2 separate regions of the Sus scrofa genome follow, and region 2 is linked to region 1. The links are chromatin contacts, called in public promoter capture Hi-C maps. All regions are on one chromosome and are shown on one strand. The core of a region is the stretch at or near the end of the contact, and the rest is flanking DNA. Distances in the headings are between cores, read along the strand shown. Region 1 holds the start of DES (desmin). Region 2 holds the start of STK11IP (serine/threonine-protein kinase 11-interacting protein).

Region 1 (7,905 bases), core at 2,586-5,085:
TGGTGTAGGTTGCAGATGCAGCTCGGATCCCGAGTTGCTGTGGCTCTGGCGTAGGCTGGCGGCTATAGCTCCGGTTAGACCCCTAGCCTCGGAACCTCCATATTCCGTGGGAGTGGCCCCAGAAAAGGCAAAACAAACAAACAAAAAAAAAAGAGTAAGATACTTAGGAATAAACAATAACCAAGGAGACATGATTTATACATTGAAAACTACAAAATATTGCTGAAATAAATTAGACTCAAATTGAAAGACATCCAGTGTTCATTGATTGGAAGACTTGATATTGTTAAGCTGTCAATACTTCCTGAAGTGATCTGTAGGTTCAATGCAGTGCCTATCAAAATCCCAACAATTTTTCTAAGATATAGAAAAATTCATTCTATCTAAAATTCATATGGAATCTCAAGGGACCCTGCATAGCCAAAACATCTTGAAAAAGAACAAAGTTGGAGGGCCTCGAAACTTACTACAAAGCTACAGTAATCAAAACAGCGTGGTATTGGCATGAAGACAGATACATATGTAGATGGAATAGAATAGACAGCCCACAAATAAATTTTCATTTATATGGATAAATGGTTTTCGACAAGCTGGAAAGGACAGCCTTCAGCAAATAGTTCTGGGAAAACTAAATATTCATACGTAAAAGAATGAAGTTGGATGCTGACCTTACACCACATATGAAAATTAACTCATAATGGATCAAAGACATAAAACTGAAAAATTCTTAGAAGAGAACACAGGGGATAACATTCTTCACACTGGATTTGACAGTGATTTCTTGGATATGTCACCAAAAGCACAGGCAATGAAACAATACATAGGTAAACTGGAGTTCATCAAAATTAAAACCTTTTGTGCATCTAAGGATACTATCAACAGAATGAAAAGGCAACCCACAGAGTGGGACCTCTGGAATTTTGTGCCAAGTATAATACCTATCCAGATACATTATTATTATTTTTAGCATGTCCAGTTCTCAGTAGTCCCCAGGGAAGTCTAAACTCTTACTCCAGTGGTGTTGCCTGCTTAAAACATGCTTTGGAATGCTCCTCTGTCACCTGCTTTCCAAGCCTCAGAGTGTTGTTTTGCTGCCCTCCATGGTAGCAAATCCTCAGGGGTGGAACCAAAATTTGGAAACAGCTCCAAGTGGTTCAGAGCCAGGTCTGGTAGATGTTGATTTTGACTAGAGAATAGATGGCATAAATTATTTATTTGTTTTCTGCCTCATTTCACCAAGGAACTGAGATCTCAGGCTGGTCCTGGGCAATTTTCTGGGGACTTTTCACAGAGAAGTGTCCCCAAAATGTTCTGTCCTCTCTCGTGTTGTGGAAATGGGTGCACAGTCTCCTACAGTAGATTAGTCAGGATTGTTTTGGTTATAAGTGACAGTAGCCAATACCAAGAGTTTAAGTTAAAAAAAAAAAAAAAAAAAAAAAAAAAAAAAAAAGGAAGGAAGAAAAAGAAAGAAAACTTTCTTGGCCCCCAAGCCAGGAAGGACACTGGGGGAGCTCACAAAATTGAGAGAAGAGCTGTAGAACCAAGGCCCCGGGGATGGGATTTAGAACTTCCGGCCCCTCATTCTCTCCTCTGTGGGTGTCTCTGCTTCCCCCGGTATACCAACCTCTCTTCCTCCACCTGAAAGACCTCCCTAGCGGGCAGGAAACATGGTTGCCACAGGCTCCAGTTTAGTAATCCCAGTTCCATCTATAAATTCCAGGGTAGGTCTCTGATTGGCCCTGCTCAGGTCCAGGCCCACTCCTTGAGCCAATCACTGCAGTCACAGGGATGCAGTTATAAGACTGGCTGCGCGAGCTGAGTCACCTGTCCACTCGTGGGTGTGTATGTGTGTGTGTGTGTGTGTAGCATTTGTTAACAAAAGAAGGGGGTGAGAAAGGAAGCTTGCAGGCTACATTGAACTAAAACAAGGACAGGGCTGCCTGGGATGTGCTAAGGATCCACATGGTCCCCCAAATTCTCCAGGAGCCTACCATCTAGTTTGGGAGGCGAGACACTAAAATAACCAGAACACAACAGCTTGCACTGACTCGAAGCCTGGATAAGAATATCTGGAACTCCCCACCCACCTCATAAGCTTGTCTCTTGGATAAAAATTAGAAACTGAATGTGAAAGGGTTTTGCAAAGACAGCAGCTTTGACAAAGCCCTTTGCAATTCACCTGGCACCTTCACACCCACCCTGGGGGCAAAGCACAGGCTCTGGAGTCGGACTGCCTCAGCTTCCTGAGCGAACAAAGGGGAGCATGGAACCAGTTCCCACCTCAAAGGGTTGTGGGAGAACTGGGGCTCATGGGTGGGGAGTGCTCAGCCCAGTGGCCCACAGTGGGAAGGAATTATTATTTGCATATTGTTACCTGAGCCTCACCAAGCCCCTCTTGGGGAGACATGACCTGGCTGACCAGTCGCACTTTATAGTCGAGGACACAGAAGAGGAGGACTTGCCTGCTTGTAGTATGTCTGCTGGTGATGGCAGAGCTAGCGTGCAAGAGCAGCCCTCAATTTCCAAGCTTTGCATTCCAAAAGGGTCAGGCCCAAGAGAGGCCTGCAGAGTGCCAGGTGGAGGTGTCCAGAGACAGCCAGGATTCGTGGAGAAGTGGGAATGTCCTTAGGGTCAGCCAGCACCTTGTCCTAAGGAGCCTGTGGAAGACTGGTCAGCCCTTCTGGGGCTCCATTGCTGCTGGGGGCATGGAGCATTATGGGGGTGCAAAGCAACTGGGGCTCATCACCCCAGCCTTCCTCCACCATCTGACACTCAGGTACCCGGCCCCCACCCCCAGAGCGCCTCTCCGGTGCGCTTTTTTTCCCGGCCTGATGCATTCTCCTCTATAAATACCAGCTCTGGTATTTCGGGTTGGCAGCTGTTGCTGCCAGGGAGATGGCTGGGTTGACATGAGGCTCCTGACAAAACACAAACCCCTCGGTGGGTGCGGGTGTGGGTGGTGTGAGGAGGGGCATGAATCAGAGGCGGGAGGTGGGCTCGAGGGGAGGAAGCCAGGCAAAGTTAGTGGCATGGGGGTGAGAGTATACAGTTATAATTGTCATCATTGGAAACTGAGAGCCTTCTAGCCCCTTTCTGGAAATCACTGTTGTTTATAAGCTTGAGGCCCAAGCCCAGAGGGAAACTGAGGCTGGAAGGAAGCTGGCACCCCAGTGCTAGCAGACATAACCCAGCAGGCAGGTCTGGCTCCCATTGCTCCTTGTCCCCGGGAAGCCCTCCCAGCCTTTCCACCTGTCCAGAGACCCTCCTCCTCTCAGCCTGGCTTCTGGACTCCTGGTCTTTGCCTGAGCCCTCCTAAGTGCTTGCCACATTCAGAGAATCTTGAGAAAAAACGGGTGATTTGGAGCCTTTCTTTAGAAACAGGCCTTGCTCGACATGACCCAAAATCTCTCCTGGGAGCAAAAACGAGTCCCTGTAAGTAAACATTAGCCTCTCCCCGATCACCCCCAGGAGGAAGCCGGCACCCCAAAGGCTGAGAGGGGGCCCCCCTTGGGGTGCCAGACGTGCTTGAGCCCTGGCCAAGCGCTTGGCTGGCCTGCCCATCTTCTGCCCTTCTAGGTCCATCGTTCTCTCCCACACCCTTCAGGGGCCCCCCTACCCGCCGGCCGAGGGGGCACAGGCCTCTTGCGGGGGAGCTGGCCTCCCCGCCCCCACGCCAGAGGCCGCCCTTTCCTGGCAGGACAGCGGGATCCTGCAGCTGTCAGGGGAGGGGCGGCGGGGGCTGATGTCAGGAGGGATACAAATAGTGCCGTCGGCTGGGGGCCCTGTCTCCCCTCGCCGCATCTACTCTCCAGCCGGCCGCCCGCCGCCGCCGCCGCCTCCTCCTCCGCGCCGCCCAGCCAAGCCCGCGCCGCCACCATGAGCCAGGCCTACTCGTCCAGCCAGCGCGTGTCCTCTTACCGCCGCACCTTCGGCGGGGCCCCGAGCTTCCCGCTCGGCTCGCCGCTGAGCTCGCCCGTGTTCCCGCGCGCGGGCTTCGGCACCAAGGGCTCCTCGAGCTCGGTGACCTCCCGAGTGTACCAGGTGTCGCGCACGTCGGGCGGGGCCGGGGGCCTGGGGCCGCTGCGGGCCAGCCGGCTGGGGGCCACCCGCGTGCCCTCCTCATCCTACGGCGCGGGCGAGCTGCTGGACTTCTCGCTGGCAGACGCCGTCAACCAGGAGTTCCTGACCACGCGCACCAACGAGAAAGTGGAGTTGCAGGAGCTCAATGATCGCTTTGCCAACTACATCGAGAAGGTGCGCTTCCTGGAGCAGCAGAACGCGGCGCTCGCCGCCGAGGTGAACCGGCTCAAGGGCCGCGAGCCGACCCGGGTGGCCGAGATCTACGAGGAGGAGCTGCGCGAGCTGCGGCGCCAGGTGGAGGTGCTCACCAACCAGCGCGCCCGCGTCGACGTCGAGCGGGACAACCTGCTGGACGACCTGCAGCGGCTCAAGGCCAAGTGAGGACCCGAAACCCCCTCTCCATGGGCTGGGGCGTGGGAGGCTAGGCCTAGGACTGGATCCAGTTGTCAGCACCCAGGGAGAGGAGGGTTGTTGCTGTGTTCCCCGAAGGGGAGGGACGCCTGGCCTTTCCCTTTGCTCGCAGTCTGCAGAGGAGGAATCTTCTTGCAGACATCATGAGGAGGAAAGGCGAGACCTGGGAGGACCAGGTGCCTTTTAAAAAGCATCTTAAGATGCTGGGGTGATGTTGCTGGGAGTCAGGTATGTAGGTGGAGAGAGGAGGCCCAAGTGCAGTCAGAGAGAGACTCTCAGCCCATCTGTGATGAGGCCCTGGGGCTGGGGGTGGAGAGGGGATCTTGGCCCCTGGGCCTGGCTGAGGCTGTACAGGGGGACCGGATAAGCTAGAGGAAGGGGGAGAGTGCCTGGGGGGTGCAGCTCTCAGCAAGCTTGGGAGGACTAAATGGTGGGCTCCACCAGGCTCCCAGTACATAAAGGCAGCAAGTATAGAGCAAGGACTCATGGGTCCTGCTTTTGGTGGCCCAAGAGAACAGAGTCCCTGTCCTTCCACCCAGGTCACAAATGTTAAGTGAGCACCTACATGGGTCAGGCTGGGGCTGGGGCCTGGGAACACAGAGGTGGATAAAATAGACACAGTTCTTAATCCCAGGGAGGTCACAGTCTGGTGGGGACAGAGGCTTCCAGGGTGTGGCTCCAAGGCAGCGATTGGGCCACTTCCTGTCCCCTCCCTGTGTGGGCAGGGCCTCCTGCCTCTACCCAGCAGCCATGCCTCCTCTGTGCTAAGCCCATTCTCTGGGCAGCCCCCAGACAGTCTTCTTCATTGCCACTTTTGTCCCTACCGTCTGTCCTTCTGTCTGTCTCGGCCAGGCTGCAAGAGGAAATTCAGCTGAAAGAAGAAGCCGAGAACAATTTGGCTGCCTTCCGAGCGGTGAGTCCTCTTTGGTCCCCCAGAAGCCTTGCTCCTTCTGTCCCCTGCTGCATGGGCTGTAGTCTCTCTCTGCCTTGCCAGGCTGATCAGTGACCCTGTCCCTCCCACCTGACCCCTTCCAGGATGTGGATGCAGCCACTCTAGCTCGAATTGACCTGGAGCGCAGGATCGAATCTCTCAACGAGGAAATCGCGTTCCTTAAGAAAGTACACGAAGAGGTACGCCCTGGTGAAAGCAGGTGGAAATGATGGGACCGGTGCTGGGCTCTGGGAATCGGGGTGTGAGGGTACGTTTGGGGCTTGGCCGGGGACTGAAGCCCGGCCGTACCCTGCAGGAGATCCGAGAACTGCAGGCCCAGCTTCAGGAACAACAGGTCCAGGTGGAGATGGACATGTCCAAGCCAGACCTCACCGCCGCCCTCAGGGACATCCGGGCTCAGTACGAGACCATCGCGGCTAAGAACATCTCAGAAGCCGAAGAGTGGTACAAGTCAAAGGTGGGACTCTGGCCCCTCCGTGCCCCTCCATCCCAGTTTGGAGGTGCTTCCTGTGGCTCCATCTATGGGTAGGAGGGTGAGCCTGGGGTCTCTATGTTCCCTTGCTCACCCCTACCTGTGTCCTGCATCCTCCCTGTCATCTCAGGACCCCTCTCTCTGCCCTTAGGTGTCCGACCTGACCCAGGCAGCCAATAAGAACAATGATGCACTGCGCCAGGCCAAGCAGGAGATGATGGAGTATCGCCATCAGATCCAGTCCTACACCTGCGAGATCGATGCCCTCAAGGGCACTGTGAGTCCTTGGTCACCTCACCTGGCCCAGCCCGCACCCTCACTTTGTGACCTCAGGCCCATCACATCCCCTCTCTGGGCCTCTCTCTCCTCAGATCTGTCACAGGGGTGAAAACAGACAGGTGGATGTCTGGAGGGGCTCCTGCATGGCCAGGAGAGGGGGGGTGTGAACAGCCGTGCTCCTTTTTATCAGTTCTGTTCTCTGAGTTTCTACATAAGTCTTCTTTTGAGTTCAGAGTTCCCTGGCTCAGAAGAGTGACAAGCCCTAGATGTGGCCACCATCTGGGGTTGCCTCCCAGCCCCAAGCTGGAAATTTCCCCATCCTGGGCCCGAGTGTCCCCTCTGGCCACAACCACAGCCTGTCCTTGACCCTGGGCACCCCTCCCCTGCAGAACGATTCCCTGATGAGGCAGATGCGGGAGCTGGAGGACCGCTTTGCTAGTGAGGCCAGCGGCTACCAGGACAACATCGCACGCCTGGAGGAGGAGATCCGACACCTCAAGGATGAGATGGCCCGCCACCTGCGCGAGTACCAGGACCTGCTCAATGTCAAGATGGCCCTGGATGTGGAGATTGCCACCTACCGGAAGCTGCTGGAGGGCGAGGAGAGCCGGTGAGGGGCAAGGCAGGGCCTGACCGTGGGATCCTGGGGGCGTGCTGGGGGCCCTTTCCTGCCCCGGGAGGCTCAGGATCACCTCCACAAGATCTGGAAACAGTATTATACAAGAGGCCACCCCTCCACTAATTGCAGAGAATTAACCCAAGGCCACCTGGGTAAAAAAATGATTTAATTAATAGCTTTAATAAAAAGAGATATGTAAGTATTCCCACATCCACCTTCAAAACCGGCATAAAACCATATTCAGCAACCAGTCGTAAAACATTACTGCCAGTCAAGAGAGAGATGGGAGCAGAGAGAATGAGGAGGAAGGAGAGGAAGGGGGCAGATAGAGACAAACAGAGACAGAAGGGCTCGGACCCGGACGTGATAGGCTAAGAGAGATGGTGCAGAGATTCATGCTCTGAACAGATCACCTCTAGACACAGAAAACAACATACAGCTGGACGGGGACACCAGGGAACCTTCTTGGTTGGTGGAAATGTCTTAGGTCTTGACTTAGGCTGCTGGTTACATGATAGAGACATTGATCAAGACTCACTGGCTTGCATTTCGCTATGTCAACATCAATTCAAAACAGGTCAATTACTCAATAAAATGATGGCCATTGATAGAAAAGTGGTAAAATCTGATATTAAAAAAATCGGCAGATATATTTAGATACAAGTTTACACAGAGAAAGATTTCAGGGGTCATAGAATAGCATCTGTACATAAAGATCCCTTACGGGAGCTGAAGTTGCATTGCACTTTCCCAGCACCAAGCGTACATAGCGGGGCCGGGGTGGTAGCTCCTGGAACTTGCCCTCAAGTGAGCGAGTCAGAGGCTCCCAGCCTGGCTGAGGATGGGTCCACAGCTGCTGCTGATACATTCTACAGTTTTAAGAGCAAGAAGGAAATCCTGGTGCAATGGAAGGTCCAGTGGGGTTGGGGGTCCTGGTGTCATGCCAGCAGGTCAGTGATGGAAAGGGTGATCCTTCCAGAAGGGACAGTTCCTGGGACAGCTAAAGCTGGCCTTTGGCCCCGTGCCCCAAGCAGCGCTGAAGTCGATGGGACTGGGACAGCTGAGGATGGTGTTGACAGTGGACCAGGGCAA
Region 2 (7,905 bases), core at 2,368-4,867, 180 kb after region 1:
CAGCCAGCCATTCCCAGGCCCTGGCTTCTTTGATTTCACACTGAACTTGGCTTCTGCCTCTATGGCTTTCCCTCTGTGTGCCACACACTCAGTCTGTCCTGGAGTCAGGCTGGATGGGCTTGCTTGGTCTCCACCCAACACAGAGTTCTCATGCCAGATCACCAATGCTGCTGACTGGTCCCATATGTTTGATTTGGGTAACTCGGTCAATTCCTGGGCCAGTTGTTTGTGGCTTGATCTGGGCAGCAGAGCCAAGAAACATGATGTGTGGTTACATAGAAAGAACGCTCTCTGACCATTCAACCCTGGGGCTATGGGTGCCAGGCACATAGTCTTCTTTAGTACCTACTCTTTTAATAAAGCCCACTTTTGGAGGTAATATATGCACCTCTTCTTCCCTTTTCCTCCTCCCCCCACCCCCGCCCCCTACCTTCCCAGGTACATGGAGATACCAAGTTGATGAAACAAGTCAATCATCCAACTTCACCTTCCCTTCCCACAATGCAACTTCAAGTGTGAATTTTCTTTCTTTTGGTCTTTTTAGGGCCGCATCCAAGGCATATGGAAGTTCCCAGGCTAGGGGTCTATCTACAGCTGTAGCTGCTGGCCTACACCACAGCCATAGCAACAGATCAGAGCCACATCTGTGACCTATACCACAGCTCACAGCAATGCTGGATCCTTAACCCACTGAGCAAGGCCAAGGATTGAACCCGAGTCCTCATGGATACTAGTTGGGTTCGTTACCGCTGAGCCATGATGGGAACTCCTGAAATTTCTTTGGTAACAAGCATTTTGCAGATGCTCCCCAGGGAACTTAGGGGTGCCAGGGAAGCTACCGGCAGCCACTTACAATTCACTTTTCTCCTCAAATAATAACATGAAGGTGAAGCCTGAGGCACACTTCTGATTTTATGCAGAGTGTTATTCTTGGGGAATAAACTCAGAAGAGCATAAATTAAGAGCATAATATCATGCTTTTCTTTGAGAAACACAATTTCATTCATGGTAATATGAAATTATGCAGTAGCAGGCCCTACATATTATATTACTTTCTACAGACAATTTTTTTTTGCAAAGAGATTGTATGTTTTTTGTTTTGTTTTTTCAACGGCCATACCTGTGGCATACGGAAGTTCCTGGGTTAGGGGTTGAATCAGAGCAGCAGCTGCCAGCCTAGGCCACAACATCCCAGCCACATCTGCCACAGCATACGTATGCCACAGCATACGTCACAGATAGGGCTGGATACTTAACCAGCTGGATACTTAACCCACTGAGGGAGGCAAGGTATCAAACCCGAATCCTCACAGACATTACGTAGGGTTCTTAACCCGCTGAGCCACAACGGGAATTTATGTATGTCTTTTTAATAAAGATAATAATTCTTTAAGAAGTAAATTTGAACTTCGAAGAGTCCTTAGATTTAACTTTTAAAACAACGTTTAGCTCTTTAATCCTGGAATTTAATGCGCATGGTGTAAGGGAAGGACCTTAGTTATTGTTGTTTTTTTTTGTCCCCAAACTATTGAACAACTCGTTTTTTTATAAAATTAAGGTCAATTCTATTTTGGATAGTAAAAACAAAACACCTCCTATGTAATCTCTGTTGTTTCTGTCATATTCATCTATCTCTTTGTCAGTATCATGCTGCTCTGGTTACTGTGTCTTTATAGCACATTTTGCTATCTAGTAGGGCAAGGCCCTTGTAACCACCTCTTGTTCTTCTTTCCCTCAAAATTTCTTGGCCGTGCTCATGTGTTTAGTCTTCCAGAAGGCTTTTTAGAATCAACTTGTCAAGTTCCAAAATCTTCCCATTGAGATTTTGATGGAAATTGCATTAAACTGACATCATTATAATACTGAATCTTCTCATCAGGAACATGTTATCTTTTCATTCACTTAGGACATTTCCAACATCCTTAAAATGCTCTGGTTTTCTTCATATAGATATGGCCTGTTTCTCAAAATGTTCTCTCTTTTATTCTGTTATAGTGAATGGGTAATTCCCCCTCCCCCCTTTCAGACTTTAAATTTTTGAAAAGGTTTTATCTTAGTCCAGGGTCTTAGGGTAGCGCTTTACAGAAATACACTCAAACCAACTTAGGGAAAAAAGGGGGAGGGGTGGGGAGAATTCTTTGGAAGGTAGCCAAGGCCTCTCCTGCCCGCCAAGGGCAGAAAGGGGAGTGGGCCTCACAGAGGGCTGGAAAAAAGAACTGCTTAGTCTCTTGCTGCTGCTTCTCTCAGTAGATGTTTTCTTAGTTTTCTTTGCTTTGTCCCTTTTTTGCATTCAAGGGGCTGCAGAACAAATCTGGGTACAGGGGTTATCCATGAATGGTGCCAAACTCTATGGGCTAGGAGGCACCCTTGAAACTAATCAAAGCACTGCAATGTCAGAAACCTCAAAAGAATGTCTCTTCTTGTGTGAAAAGTTTAGAATTAGCAGTAACAGTGTAAGAAAATCTGCCCTCCCAAGTTCCAGGTGACTGATAAAACAGGGACTGACCATCATCACCCTTATGGGATTAATAATTCAACAAAAATATATTGAGGTCCTACTTCTATTTTCAATTCATAAATACTGTTCACCATGTGCTTCCTTTTAGTCCATTTCACTGCCTTTTAGGCTTTTGGCTCAGAGTACACATAGAATGCTATACCTGCCAAATCTTATGCTTTAGTGGTAGAAACTGCCATTTCAAATATCTTGTCTTCAGAAAATAAATCCTTCAAAGTTTGCAACTTGGTACGAAGATGACTATGACCTTATTCCTACTCTCAACTGCCTTACGATTACTTTGAAAATAAGTCAGAAAATTGAGCACTACGTTAAAACAAACCAAACAAACAACTCCCGCAAGCCAAAAACTGTTATGAGACATTATTTTTTACTTAATCTAGTTCTGTAGTCAACACTGGCCTTTGACCTGGAGCCAGGTGAAAGCTACAATGGGAACCTGGAGCCAGGAAACTTTGCAGTCTTGGCGCTTTTTGTTACTTATTGAACGACCTTCGCAAGTAACCCAGGCTTTGTGAATCTGTTTTCTCATTTTCAAGCCCAAAATAGTAACAACTTTTAGATTCAGGTGTTAGGAGGCGAAATGCAGTAAAAACAAAGTACAAGGTGAACGTGAAGAGTTTCCAGTCGCTAAAGTGAGAGCGCGATACTGACAGAAGAAGGAAAAGCAGGTCTGGAGGGAGATTAAGGAAAAACCGTCAAAAGAACCCTGGAAGAGGCACCTCCGCCAGCCCCAACTCTTTCACAGATGTCAAAAAACTCCTATGGCGGATACGCTCTCCTGTAATTGGAAAACGGTGTTCGCTTTGGACGAGCCCCTTTCTTATTAGCAGAAATTTCCTCTTCTCCAAACTCTGCTTCCCCGCCTAGTCTGCAAACAACGAGTCAAGTTTCCCTCACAGGCCTAGATGGGCCCCCGGCCGAGCCCAGCGGGAGTCTCAGGCAATGCGGGGCCCACAACGTGGCGGGGGCGGCGGGGGCCCAGCTCCGGGATGGGGTCGGGCTGGAACAGCTGTGACCGCAGAAGACCCGCCCCCGCCCCCACCAGCGGGCACCGCCCCCATCCGACACGTTCGCACGACTTTAGGGCGCAGTTTCCGGCAGCGGAGGCCTGCTTTCCGTCCGTCCCTTCGGAGCGCCCATCTTCCGGGGCGGGACTTCCTGTCCATTATTGATAGGCGCCGGGCTGCAGAGGTGGTGGGAGGATCACCCAGGAAGGTCAGTCTGGCCGAGCAGGCCTTATATTCCTTGCAAGGGCACCAGGGATAAGTTCTTTATCGCTCTCTTTTTTGCTTTTTTCTCTCTGCGAAGCTCCGGCTTGCCCAGACGTCCTGGCCTTTTGGCACGACCATGCACCTGAAGCTCTTCCGCTTCCTCTTTCCCCAGGCTCCGCCCCCAGCGTCCTGTGGCCATGACGACCGCCCCGCGGGACTCCCTGGTGTGGAAGCTCGCGGGGCTGCTGAGAGAGTCTGGTGAGTGGACTTCCGGTTGGTTGGGACTGGGGCGAGATGGGATGCTTTTTACCTCCCAGGGACGTGCCCTTTGAAGAGTGCTGGAGTTCATTCTGGTTAGGTTCGCGAACATTTGGGTGTCAGAGAATTCATTTCTTTACTCCTCTGCGATTTATTTGCCCTGTTGTCCTTTATCTTTCACAGTCTAAACCTTAGCCATCCTTCAGGGCCAAACTCTTGTGCACTTCCTTCATGAGTTCTCTGATACTCTCAGAAGGAAGTGATCCTTACGTGGCTATAAGCCCCTCGAGACCAAGAACTGGTCATCATCATTGTTCAGTCAAAAAGCACGAGATTTGAAATCAGACCCACCTGGGTCGGAATCCCAGCTCTTTCAAACTTGAACAACTTTGTTTTCTGAGCCTCAGTTTTCCTCACTAGCAAAATGGCATGATTGTACTTAACTCAAAGGTTGCTATGGAGATTAATTTCGATTTGCATAAAGCATGTAGAACAATGATTGCATATATAGTAAGTGCTCAAAATGGGTCGTAATTACTATAATTTCTTTTGGAGCCCGGACGCAGTGGAGCCATAGTAGTTGTTGAGTAGTGGTTGGCATTCGTTGTGGTAGACCAAGTCCTGGCTTTAACATCAGATGGAAGTAGTAACTTCCTAGCAGCTCTATGATCTCAAACTAGAATCTTAACTTCTCTGAGTGCCAATTTCCATATTTGTAAGGAGGTGTTACAGTGGTTTTTAGAAGATTCTCATAAAGTTTAAATGAAATAACATATACCTGGCACATCTTACTCAATGTTACTGCCCTCTCTCACTCTCTACTCCATTTTTACTTTCTGGCTTGTTGTATTAACCTTGCACTTGTCTTATCTCCTCTTCTAGACTGGGAGGCTCTTTGAGGGCTGGGGGGAGTCCTTGAACCATGTCTATATCTATCCTTAGTGTCTAGTACATAGAAAATCCTTCGTACAAGGTTGTAGGATTTGATAATTTATGGAGCAAATATCTGACTTGGTTCCAGGAGTTAGGGATGATGGCGTGTGTGTGTGCACGCACAGTGTACACATGCAATTAATAGAGGTAGCAGAAGGGAGGGTATTGTGGTGATGGAATGGTTTTATCCTGATAGTGGTGGTGGTTACCGGAGTCTACACATAGCAAAATGTCATAGAACTATATATGCACATTGTACCAATGCCAACTTCCTGGTTTGGATATGGTACTCCATATAAAATGTAAACCATTAAGGGTTACATTTTAAAGGTTTGGGGGATCTTTTTATACTACCTCTGCAAAACTCTTCTAGTCTTTCTTTATATTTTCAAAAAACTTAAAAGAGATTCTCCATGTCTCCCTTGTAGTTGTACTTTTTAAGGGGCAGTTAATGAATACCAAAAGGTGCCTTCAAAGAGTCTCATTGGAGAAAGCAGTTTTAACCTGGAGAGTAATAGCAATACCTTAGTGCTATAACAAGTAGTTACTTCTGTGACATGCATTTCAGTGTTGATTGAAAGTTTCTATAAGTGTGCATGTTACTTTTGCAATCAGAAAAAGAAATCCACTCCATCCACTTTTATGTAAAACGAGTGATTATAGTGAAAAGTTCTGCAGTGTCATGTGTCAAGAAAACTTCCTGGAGAGCTGGGCAAAGGGGAAGAGGGGGTGTCTCAGAAAACGAGGAAGCTGGGAACTAAGTTGACTGTATTTCTAGTACTGTGAATAGACTAGGCTCTTTTGAGCAGAGGGGAAGGAAAATTTAGAAAAGTCAGAGTCTTGTAGTGAAGCAATCTTTACTATTAGGCTGAAAAGTTAGGATTTTTTCGAAGATAGAGAAGAGGCTACTGAGTGAGGAAAAGATATAAAGTTTGATCCTGCAGTGGAGGATCTACAATCTGAATTGGAGGGGGTGTATCCTGGGCTCACCAGAGCCTTTCCTTATGTCCTCCTTCTGTCTGCCCCTCTCCTTGCAGGGGATGTGGTCCTGTCTGGCTGTAGCACCCTGAGCCTGCTCACTGCCACATTGCAGCAGCTGAACCACGTATTTGAGCTGCACCTGGGGCCATGGGGCCCTGCCCAGACAGGCTTCGTGGCCCTGCCCTCCCACCCTGCCGACTCCCCCGTCATCCTCCAGCTTCAGTTCCTCTTCGATGTGCTGCAGAAAACACTTTCGCTCAAGGTTCTGGGGTGGGAATGGGAGAGGATGCACCAAAAGCCCAGGAGAAAGTGGAGGCGGGGCTGGGGGTCTGGCAGGAATGCATGGTGTCTGCAGGGCCCAGATCCAGATGGCGTAAGAGCTGTGGTTGGCTGTGCTGAGGAAGAGAGGCCAAGGAAAGGGATGCGTGCCGGGCCTCGGTGACCCGAGGGATTTTTTCTTTTAGCTGGTCCATGTCCCAGGTCTTGGCCTCCCAGGGCCCATCAAGATTTTTCCCTTCAAGTCCCTTCGGCAGCTGGAGGTACGGGGTTGTTGGGGGATGTTGGTGCATCTTGAGCAGCCATTTGGGGAGGGGAAGGAGGTGGCCTCTTTTGGTGGAGGGATGCAGGGCAGAGCTGAGTGTGCTCCTGGCTCTGCAGTGACATGCCACCCACTCTCCTTTCCATTTAATGCTGCCCTGAACCATTAGCAGCTTTGTCTTCGTTTCCCTCCGCTCTGTCAGAGGAGGTGGGGATGAGGGCTCTGTCTTCTTCCCTTGCTCCAGCTCCGAGGCGTCCCCCTCCACTGCCTCCATGGCCTCCGTGGCATCTATTCCCAGCTGGAGACCCTGATTTGCAGCAGGAGCCTCCAGGCATTAGAGGTGAGGAGAGTGAAGAGTGGGCCCAAGTGCCTTGTCCTGAGGGTCATGGAGGGCCTGGCTCTGACATTGCCCCTTCCCTGCAGCCTTCCTTGCCTCCCTCCTCCCTCTGGACAGTGTACTTGCTCCCTCTGCTGAGCTGCCCCAGCACTCTGTGCCTGTCCGTATATTTACAGTCCCACCTAGCATACTGTATTCGATATCCTCGCGTCTGCCCCCCCACTCTCCCCACAGTGAGCTCCTGGGGGACGGGGCCCTGGGTTTTCTTTAAGTCTGCATCTCCAGACCCAGCTCAGTATATAAAGAATGAACGAATGGCCGGGTGATAGAGTGTGGCCTTGGCAGGTGGGGCGCGGGGAGTGGAGGTAGCAGCACCCGCCTGCCCACACAGGAGCTCCTTTCAGCCTGCGGTGGCGACCTCTGCTCTGCCCTGCCCTGGCTGGCTCTGCTCTCTGCCGACTTCAGCTACAACGCATTGACTGCCCTAGATAGCTCGCTGGTGAGTGAGCCGCTGAAGGGGCTTTGGGAAATGACAGAGATGGGCCCTAAACGAGGAGGGCCAGCTCTGCCTGGGGGCGTCTGATTGTCTGCTTCCTCTTCCCATCCCCACAGCGTCTCTTGTCAGCTCTGCGCTTCCTGAACCTGAGCCACAATCAAGTCCAGGACTGTGAGGCCTTCCTGATGGTGGGTGTGAGCAGCCTGGCTGGGCCAGTGCCCTGGGACCTCCGGTCATTCTGCTCTGACCCTCTCTCCGGGACCCGTTTTGCTCCCACCTTGCCCTGCACCGCCCCCTACCCAGCCCTGCCCCACCCAAATGAGCTACATCCTGGGGGGCAGTACTGTTGGGAGGCACAGCCTCTAACACAAGATCTCAACTCCTGATCCCTGTGTGACTTGGGGCAAATTAAGCCCTTTCAATTTTTTTCATTTGTAAAGTGCAAATCATAGGAGTACCTTTTTTTTTTTTTTTTTTTTTTTTTGGCTTTTTGCCATTTCTTGGGCCATTCCCACGGCATATGGAGGTTCCCAGGCTAGGGGTCGAATCAGAGCCATAGCCACCAGCCTACGCCAGAGCCACAGCAACGCCAGATCCGAGCCACGTCTGCAACCTACACCACAGCTCACT

What was found. Promoter capture Hi-C pulls out the DNA fragments that hold promoters and counts their contacts.
Region 2: a contact with region 1 is called in a promoter capture Hi-C map of fetal liver, with 2.4 times the contacts expected there. The contact joins the promoter of STK11IP here to the promoter of DES in region 1. A contact is called at or near these places in 1 of 5 promoter capture datasets (fetal liver) and 1 of 2 datasets of contacts at active chromatin or transcription factors (skeletal muscle).

The regions. Positions count from the first base shown.
Region 1 is chr15:121,424,767-121,432,671 of Sscrofa11.1, forward strand. It overlaps DES (desmin), which reads left to right and starts at 3,836. Exons shown (of 9, transcript NM_001001535.1): 1 at 3,836-4,457; 2 at 5,344-5,404; 3 at 5,527-5,622; 4 at 5,739-5,900; 5 at 6,067-6,192; 6 at 6,584-6,804. The coding sequence starts at 3,877.
Region 2 is chr15:121,600,458-121,608,362 of Sscrofa11.1, forward strand. It overlaps STK11IP (serine/threonine-protein kinase 11-interacting protein), which reads left to right and starts at 3,618. Exons shown (of 25, transcript XM_021075204.1): 1 at 3,618-3,736; 2 at 3,905-3,990; 3 at 5,961-6,166; 4 at 6,369-6,443; 5 at 6,687-6,782; 6 at 7,171-7,278; 7 at 7,392-7,463. The coding sequence starts at 3,930.